Regions from separate parts of the Danio rerio genome. Here region 2 is linked to region 1. Evidence: chromatin contacts called from public HiCAR-type data. All regions are on one chromosome and are shown on one strand. The core of a region is the stretch at or near the end of the contact, and the rest is flanking DNA. Distances in the headings are between cores, read along the strand shown. Region 1 holds the start of rnf2 (ring finger protein 2). Region 2 holds the start of ivns1abpb (influenza virus NS1A binding protein b).

Region 1 (4,938 bases), core at 1,731-4,230:
TTGAGTTAAAATAACCCAGCCTTTTGTAGAGTGTTGGGTCAAATCACAAGTATGCTGATGTTCACTTTCACTTTTTGTGAGTGCCAATTTTACCAGCAATCTATGTAATTAATTTTCACAAAACAATGAAGTATGTGAAATGGGTTATTATGACTAATCTGTGGGATAACTGCTGATAGGTGGAGTTAAAGGTGTGGTGGGCGTGTGGTAGATTTGGGTGGGTGTGCATTTTGCATGAAACTTTAACATAAACTAGTGATATTTCCTGCACTACAGCACCTTGGTTGTCGGCCTTTAGTGTTTAACAAAAGTAGGTTATTCTTGAAAATTCAGTTGCAGCAATACTTACAGATAAGGATTATTTAGTGATAAGACGCTTAATTTGAATTTACAACATAAATGCAGTAAATATGAGGAAGAAAATAGTAACGCATAAATGAGAAGTAAAGTCCCTTTCAGTAATGATTATTAATCTCAAAAATATAAATAGCTAAGTCAGCTGCAACTCGTATAGCAGATAGAGAAATCCGTTTACCTCGTATGTAGTTTATTTTGCTCTCGTCCAACAGACTGGATGAGGATGCTCCCATTGTGCCGCGTTTGTCCTGATCTGTCCCGAGTGAATTTTTCCGTTAGTCCGATTGTGATGTGAAGCACAGCGGCTATTTTGACTGGCAGATAATGACGAGCGCTAACAAACTGACTCAAGCATCTCAAACTTCCTCAAACTGCAGCGCCCGCCCGCCTATCCTCTCCGCTCTGTCAACATCCGAACTGCAGTTTTACACAGCGCTGTTTTGGGGTTAGTTTGGTTTGTTTGCGTTTTAATGTGCTCAAAAATGTTGTTAATGCAGGTTTACACTTCTTTAATGAGACTATTTTTAAAAGGTATTTAAAAAAATTTATTTTGACAAAATTGGTTTAATTCTAATAGTTTTGGAATAGACTAGAACTTATATCGTAGTTTATTAGTTTAAATCGTATTCTGCACCTACATGAACTGCTGACAGTAGCCTACAAAATGATAGACAAACGGTGAGGGCGCGTCCTGTTGAACAAAAGATAAACAGTAGGCAAAGAGCAAAATGTGCACCATGCTTCCTATGTGTAACACGCAAGGATTTAAATACAGCCTATAATTTGTGTAACGTTAGAAACCCTGTTGCTTATTTACTTAAAAAAAAAAAAGAAGTTAAGTTTGCCAATTAAAAAATGATGTGTTACCCAAAAGATGTAGGCTATGTTATACAGTAACTCTACTCCCCTCTAGAGGCACGTGTTTGCACTTGGTTTTACTCGCATTGACTTTCCACAGAATCATAAAACATTTATTTTTGCCACATAAAATGCTAGCAAATCATAATATGACAAACAAAAATGTAAATTATAAGAAACTATTTAACTTCCACTTTTAATTTTAATGGGGATAACTCTGACTCCCAAGATTCACTTTCATAGTTTAATTCAAACCTTGAACAAACTTTGTGAGTTATTTCATGTTGTCTCATTGGTATCATTTATCTAATATATTTTATCCTAATTATAACTTTGTATCTCATCATTATAATTATGTCGTCCTTGCTGAAAAAGCATCACAGACAAGGCACACAGCCTCACAGCAGGTCGCTGGTTCGAGTCCCGGTTGCAGTTGGCGTTTCTGTGTGGAGTTTGCATGTTCTCCCCGTGTTGGCATGGGTTTCCTCCGGGTGCTCCTGTTTCCCCCTCAGTCCATCCATACACCTGTGCTGTAGGTGAATTAAATAAACTAAATTGACCGTATGTGTGTGAATGAGAGTGTATGGGTGTTTCCCAGTACTGGGTTGCACCTGGAAGGGCATCCACTGTGTAAAACATATGCTGTATAAGTTGGCGGTTAATTCTACTGTAATCCACTGTAATCCACTGTAATGTCCAAAAGAAAACTAAATAAATTGAAACATCACAGACAGTTTGATGGTTTCCTGTGCAAAAACATAGGCTGCTGCTGCACACCCTCAGTTTTCAACCATTAAAACATTTTTGTCTAAAAAAAGGGGGAATGGTTTCTTAGATGTTTTGGCTGGCACATATAAAATTTATTAGTATTTAGTGGTTTTAACCTGTTACCAATAGAAGGCAAACTAATTTCCAGTCTTTACGAAATTTAGTCATGGTTTTACTATTTGTGGCTTTTGTAGTTAAGCCATGGAACTAGAAATTGCATGGTTCTGGTACATAACCATTAACCATGGTATTTGACATAAAAGCAAGGTTATATAAATGATAATAAACATGCCAAAAATATCATAGAACACTTACTATAATGAAGGTTCATTTTCAAAAGGAATACCCTTAGACACCATTATGATCACATTATTGTATGCTTGATATTAGTGGATATTTGGCAATTCTGCTCTGTGTTATGTGATGTTTATTATTATTATTATTATTATTACAGAATTCTGCATGCAGGGTTTCAGTTTTAATATCTTGCTCTGAGCTGAAATGTTGTACTGGGTTGAACTACAAATACATCCAGCATCCACCAACTCAAACAACTCACCTATTAAAAGCATATCATATCAAAATCATAAGGGACTATCACAGACAGTTTTCTTTAAAACTTTACAATATCCACTCAATATCCAATGCAATTGTCATTGCATTTTCAGCAGATAATTCTGACTTTAATATAGGCATGAATTTTCTTTATTATTTCATGTGGGACAAATTGGCCTCTATGTTTTTTTCCCTCATATAAAAACAATCTCATTTTAGGACTGTGGTCAAGGCTGTGGTTTGTCATTAGTCTCCTTTAATGTATCGGACTGTGGTCTTTCCTAAACGCCTCTAAAAACAGTTTGGATTTAGTCATCAATGAGCCACAAATAAACCATTTTTGACATTAGCAAAGCGAATGATTCCAAGACTGACTCTATTGCTGAAAATACCACATTTCCCAGAGTTCCTTTGGACCGACTAAATCCGCCATATTGAGCTCACCAGAACGCGCTGGCAGGAGAGAGAGTGTTCACAACATTGAGATGTAAGTATGTAAACAGCTGCGTTTTTACTAAAATATATGCTTATTGCTTGTCGACGTTAACGGCTTAATTAGCACGAAATGGTTTAAATGTCACAATCTCGCCGACATTGATCTCCGAGGTGATTAATAGAGCCTGTAAAAACAGCATCTGGATTAGCCGTGAGAGTTAGCCGTTAGCTTTACGTTTTCATGACAGCGCAGGCGATAAACATTACCGCCGTATTTATTTTCTCTTCCGCGTATTTCATTTTGGAGTACTTGATATCTATATGTTGCTGGAAAGCAGGCACAGTACGTCAAAAGACACTTTGTATGTGCAGGCAGATGCTTCGTGCATTCAGTGACACAAAGAGTTATAAGTGCATCCAGGAGCTAATTTTAGCCTGCTAGCTCACTGTCTACTTGGTTAGACAGATAACGTTAAATGATTTATTACATTATGATTAGTATGATAATATAAAAAAACACTCAATGCTGATGACTGAGGTAAACATGCTTAGGGATTTCTGGACAACGTGCCAGTTTTAGTTGTACGTTAACGTTAACCAGCGTCAACAGAGAGGATCATCCCTCAGATGTCAGTTGTCAAAGATAATCACCGTAAAACTCTTTTGTCCTTGTCCTGATTAAGAATATATTTGAAAAATCGTGGTTACAAAGTCTTTAAGTCCTGGATAGAAAAAAAATCATCACAAATACATAAACTTTAATTTGTCGTTTGTCTTGTTTCTGTCTGTACATGTAGCACTTGTGGCAGAATTTGGTATTTTGACCTTCTGTCAATACTCTTCTCTACTGTTATTTTTTACAGAAAAGACGTGGTGTATGAAGATGACACAGACGGTCCAGACAAATGGGGTTCAACCCCTCAGCAAGACCTGGGAGCTCAGTCTATATGAATTACAGAGAACTCCACAGGTAACGTTAAAAAAACTACTATTGTATAAAGTAGACTAACCATAGTCCATACACAGCGACGTTCCGTACAGATGACCTTTTAACACCAATACTTGCGGTTCATAGACAAGGTATATATCTGAGTAATCTTTGCATCTCACTCGTTCATTCACGATCATAACAAAGACTCTCCTACCAAATGTTTCCGAAAAAAATCAGTATGTTTCCTTCGTCCACCTAATGTGCTTGATAATTAACTGTGGGCAAGCTTAAGGTGTGAGTTTCGCTTAGGAGGGGAGACATTTAGGGCAAGAAAAATATGCATTTGAATTGAATTTATGCATTACACAGTATTACAGTGTTAGTTTAATGAATATCATGCTATCACTAATTGTTAAATAAATGATCTTTTGTTGAATAAATGCTTTAAAATTGTCATGCTGTGTAAAAATAAGCATGATCTAAAACTTAAACAGGGCTCGAAATTAACTTTTTTACTTGGTAGCACCGGTGCTCCCAACTTTAAATATTTAGGAGCACCAAAATAAATTTAGGAGCACCAGAAAAAATTTAGGAGCACCCACCAAAAATGATGGAGCACCGCTGCAAATTGCTTTTTAAGGGATTTATTGTATTTTAAAACAACATCAATAGGACTGACAAAAACCAGAAACAACTATCTAACTAATGCTGCGAAGACATTGATATTTGTGTGCAATAATTCCAAAATGATTGTCTAATAATTATAGAATATTAATGATGATGAAAATGACAATAATAGTAAAAATGAATTACATTTCTCATTATGATACTGCCTTGAATGTGCATGAATGTAGGTAATCTGCTATAAAAAGTCTGTTACTCTATGAAAAATAATTGTATAGTTTGCATCAAACAAAAATGAAGCATTGCAGTAAGAAATATTTATTTTGTACTGCTGTTTTATGCATGTCAATTTAATAAATAATATTTCTGCTACAAAACAAACAAAAGATTATAATAAATCATTCAATTCA
Region 2 (4,938 bases), core at 1,083-3,582, 39 kb after region 1:
GATAAAATACATTGAAACATTTCTGTTAAGCAATGACTAACAATAAAGACTTGCTCTCTGTCATGTGGTGGTGGGGGTAGTAGATAGTGGTGCAGGGGCTCAGTGAGGGGGCGGGGGGATGGGAGAAAGACATTGGTTTTTAAGAGAGGATCACTGTTCAAACCGTAGGGGGCGTATTGCTAATTTTTGGATGGGTTTGAATATCATTATCACCCTTAATTAATACATCTATAAAAAGTGAGTTGAAAGTACTACATTTAAATCTTTAGCTAAGGGGATAAGCTATACAGTAGAAGAACCTGTGGGATTTCCACTCAAAGAAGAGAAAGTAGAAGTGACAAACTCTGAAATTCTGCAGAAAGGCCTACAGATTCCTATCACATGCAGTTCTGCTGAAGAAACAGACCTACCAAACAAGAACGGTATTGCCAAAAGGCACTTTAGTAGATCTTTCACCGCAGGGTACAAGATGCAGGCGTTTCTAGAAGATGCAGTAGCACCAACTCAAACTTCACAGGTCTTGCGACCAGTGTGTCTGATACCACTCAGCAGGTTAAAGAAAACAAGTTCTACCACCTTGATTATGCATGATGGCCTGAAAAAGAAAAAAAAAAACACTGAAATCAACCATGACAAGTCAAAAACAGCTATTAAGAAATACTAGAATGATTTCTGAAAGATCGTGCTACACTCAACAAAAACTAACACAGGTATACGTTTGATTTTGAAAAATCTAAAATAAAGTGGACATTTTATATAACATTACTATCTTTATTGCATTTTAACAAACTGAACTTCTTTTACAAAACATTGTTCAATTGTAACAGCCAGGGTCCATGCACACTTTAACCAGTTTACTGAAAAATTTAATTACCAAATCATAAAAAATGCATTTGTACATGCCTAGAAAAAATTGTACGCTACAAAATGAAAATCCCATTAAAATCAACCTGCAATTTCTTGGGTCTCTAAAGTGTAGAACCTTGAAAGAGCTTCTTTCATGAAGACGCTTTGTAAATTTTCTACCATAAATGAAGCTAAACTTAATTTGTTCAGTAACATGCATTGCTAAGAACTTAATTTGGACACATTTGAAAGAGAATCTCTAAAAACTAGTTATTTTCTCCTTTTTGGAACCGTCAGAATTGCATTTGTATATATCGGCTAAATATAGACCAGTCCTAACAAGCCATGCGTGAATGTTAAGCTTATTTATTAAGCTTTGCTCAGGTATAGTGAACAAAATGTACACATTTCAGAGAAAAAAACACATCAGCCGTTTCGTGGTGCTGGGTCATATTTAAGTATACCAGATGTTTACATTAGAATCTATCTTCTACAATTTATAATGTACATAAAAGACGCAGTTGTTGAACTTTCAATAAGTTAGCTCTAATATTTCCGGGTTTGGTGTTTGTTGAAGGCGCGAGACCCGGAGCGCGAGGAGGAACTGCAGTTTCCAGATTAAACCAGACCCGCTGAAACAAACACACGTGACGCATCAACCTTATGTTCAAAACTTTCGCTTCATAAACACTTCATAACAGGTCTGTAGTAGGGATGCGGGTCATAAGATGAAGCAAGATCACGTTAACGTTGCTTATGAAGATATATTACATATTTAGTTATGAAATTAAAAGAGTCAATTGTAGCAGAGGTATTTCGATCCGAGACAAAACTTTTACCGTTTATTCGACATCCACCATAAAGTTAAAAACGTAATGACTTCACTTTTGTGTCGAACTGAAAGAAAACTAGATTTTAGTTAGCTCGGCTGCTTCAGGCGTTATGTGCCATCTTAATGATAGGTCAAAAGCTCGCAGTCTAACTTAACGTTACAAATGAAATGAGGAAACGATAAGTAAACTCGCGTTAGTTAAGCTTACGACATAATTCGACATAACGTGGTTTAAAACAGCTTATTGTGCAGTGAAAACAAAAAAGAGATATAAATACTCGATTATAAACCAAACAACCCCTTATAATCACCATGAATGATAACGTTACTACGTATTTCACTGATATACCTAACGTTAACGTTCAATTCAAACCGTAGCACAAACCTCAAAATAAATACAACAAACGGAGATTTAAACGTGGCCTTCTATCAAACACGCGTACCACCCAAACGTGCCTCAAAACAAACCAGATTTTTCTAGTCACCTCACGTCTTTAACACAAATTTAATCAACAAAAACCCTTTTGATTTTAAACACTAAATAAATACAACGTCTTACCGACTCCCTTTGTCTGTTAAAGATGACGAACATAATTTCTGCTGTAGGAAAAAGTTGTTTTTATCAGTCCAAAGACGCGCCGTTTACGAGATGTACCAAACAACACCGAAGAGCGCGCGCTTAACTATGCTGCGTCACTGATGACGACTGTGGGAGGAGCAAAATATGGGGCTCGATCCTAGGGCTCGGCCATCTCTAGTTAACTTGGCTGATGTTATTATGTGACACTTTGGAGTCAGACATTATTTGAAGATGAGCTGTGTTGTATCTGGATGTTCATAAAGAGAGACGTGCTGTGTGGATGTGCAGTGCGCGTGATTGGCCGTGTTTCACTAAACCATTATTCACTTTAATCACACTGGGCCAGTTCTTGCCCTCCAGCAAGCAGAACACAGTGCAGTTCATTCAGCCAGAACTGATGTGTCCTGACACTGTCTGTATAAATATTTTAGGTGTTACATTTCTGGAGCAGGAAGGAATGCGTGGTTATCTGATAACAGTGCTGTTGTGTCATTCTTGTCTTAAAATAAATAAATAAAACTAATATATACATTGGGTTTACGATAGTGTTGTCGATGTAGCCTATTTTAAATCTAATTAAATAAACAAAATAAATGGTGTTTGTGATGTGCCATTCACATAGCCTATTGTTTATCTAAAATAAAAAGATGATTTGTGGATTTGTGGTAATTGTGTCACTCATTTCCATTGAACCTAAACTAAAAAAATAAGGAGTGTCCATGATAGGGATGTCATATATTTTTAACAAATCTAAAATTAAATAGATAGATGAGCTTTATGTTAATGTTGTTGTGTCATTTGTATATTTTCATCTAAATAAAAATACTTAAATGGGATAATGATTGTTGTAAGTCATGACTCATGTCTCTTAAAATAAATATATATATATATATATATATATATATATATATATATATATGTAATAAATTCTAACATACAGTTCAAGTGTGTCATTCATATCCGCTGAACCTAAAATAAAAGAAAAAACAAAGTATCTATCTATCTATCTATCTATCTATCTATCTATCTATCTATCTATCTATCTATCTATCTATCTATCTATCTATCTATCTATCTATCTATCTATCTATCTATCTATTCATTTTCTTTTTGGCCTAGTTAGTCCCTTTATTAATCCGGGGTCGCCACAGCAGAATGAACCGCTAACTTATCCAGCAATTTTTTACGCAGCGGATGCCCTTCCAGCCGCTACAAATCTCTGGGAAACATACACACACACTCATTTACGCACATAAACTACGGACAATTTAGCCTACCCAATTCACCTGTACCACATGTCTTTGGACTGTGGGGGAAACAGGAGCACCCGGAGGAAACCCAGCAAACGCAGGGAGAACATGCAAACTCCACACAGAAACACTAACTGACTCAGCTGAGGCTCGAACCAGCAACCTTCTTGCTGTGAAGCGACAGCACTACCTACTGCGCCACTGCGTCGCCTCTATCTATCGTATTAAATAATTTTGGTTTATGATGTTGTTATTCATATCATTTAAGTGTAAAAATAAATAAATAAAAGGGTACATGATAGTGTAGTGTCATTCATCTTTCTTAAATATATTTTTAATGTTGTTTTAATAAATATCTCCTAATTAAACAAACAGACAAATCAATCAATGAACTAATCAACCAATCAGACAATCAATAAACAAATAAAAGACAAAAATGATAATAAAAAATATGCAATTTGTTAATGGGTTATTTGTTTATTTTAAACAGAAATAACAAAATATATGTTAATTTATTAAGGCATTTAGCCTCTGATTAGTAATTATTCAGACCTAGCAGTCCACCATTTTAATTTTTTTATTTATACTTTTACATTTGTGTTTGCTCTGTGATGTCATTTTACATTTGCTTCCATTTCCTCAGTGGAGATTTGGATTATGCAAGCGCCTCTTCATATGCAGAAGTGAAGCATCCCCTCGGTTTCCAGCCACTTATTCATAAAGGGAAACAAAACAGACAGACAAGCCTCCTCCTGCCCTATGTGGATCTCCCTAAACACATTCAGCTGAGCACAGGTTACATAAGACACTCAGCTGACAACATACTTCAGTCATTCCCATAAGCCATAGGCAGGCCTTTTAAAAGCCCACATCACTGGATCAGTCTGCACATACACCATTAATCTGATGAATGCTTTCATTTGAGTTTTCAGTGTTTGTGTTAGGCTTGTACATGACATTGTGATCGAGAATAAAAACTTGTGTCAAGGAACAAAGTAATACTTCATCTTTGAGTGATACCTCTTGTTTATTTATTTTAACTTTTTTTTTGCATATTATTGTTTATCGCTTATATGTCAGAGTATAATAAAGGCAGAGAAAAATGCTCTTTGTTTTCATATAAATATGCGTTAATACTCTCATAACCAGTTAATTCCATTTATTTTTTCATAATGTTTTTGTCAAATATTTTTGTATATGGTTATACATTTTTAAATGATTGTTTATTGGATAATTTAAATATTTATTTTATGCAAAATGTATTGCAACAAATTTATTTCTTTTCAATTATATATATAAAGTTGAAGTCAGAATTATTAGCCCCCCTTTGAATTTTCGAATCTTCTTTAAATATTTCCCAAATGATGTCTAACAGAGCAAGGAAATTTTCACAGTATGTCTGAAAATATTTTTTCTTCTGGAGAAGTCTT

The links. HiCAR-type assays count read pairs that join an accessible place to other places.
Region 2: a contact with region 1 is called in a HiCAR-type map of caudal fin, with 2.4 times the contacts expected there. The contact joins the promoter of ivns1abpb here to the promoter of rnf2 in region 1. A contact is called at or near these places in 1 of 18 Hi-C or Micro-C datasets (caudal fin) and 2 of 4 datasets of contacts at active chromatin or transcription factors (caudal fin and embryo).

What each region holds. Positions count from the first base shown.
Region 1 is chr2:26,678,106-26,683,043 of GRCz12tu, forward strand. rnf2 (ring finger protein 2) reads left to right here and starts at 2,981. Exons shown (of 7, transcript NM_131213.2): 1 at 2,981-3,025; 2 at 3,837-3,943. The coding sequence starts at 3,851. niban1b (niban apoptosis regulator 1b) reads right to left here and starts at 701. Exons shown (of 14, transcript XM_684820.9): 1 at 536-701. The coding sequence starts at 590.
Region 2 is chr2:26,718,157-26,723,094 of GRCz12tu, forward strand. ivns1abpb (influenza virus NS1A binding protein b) reads right to left here and starts at 2,333. Exons shown (of 15, transcript NM_201483.1): 1 at 2,238-2,333; 2 at 411-595.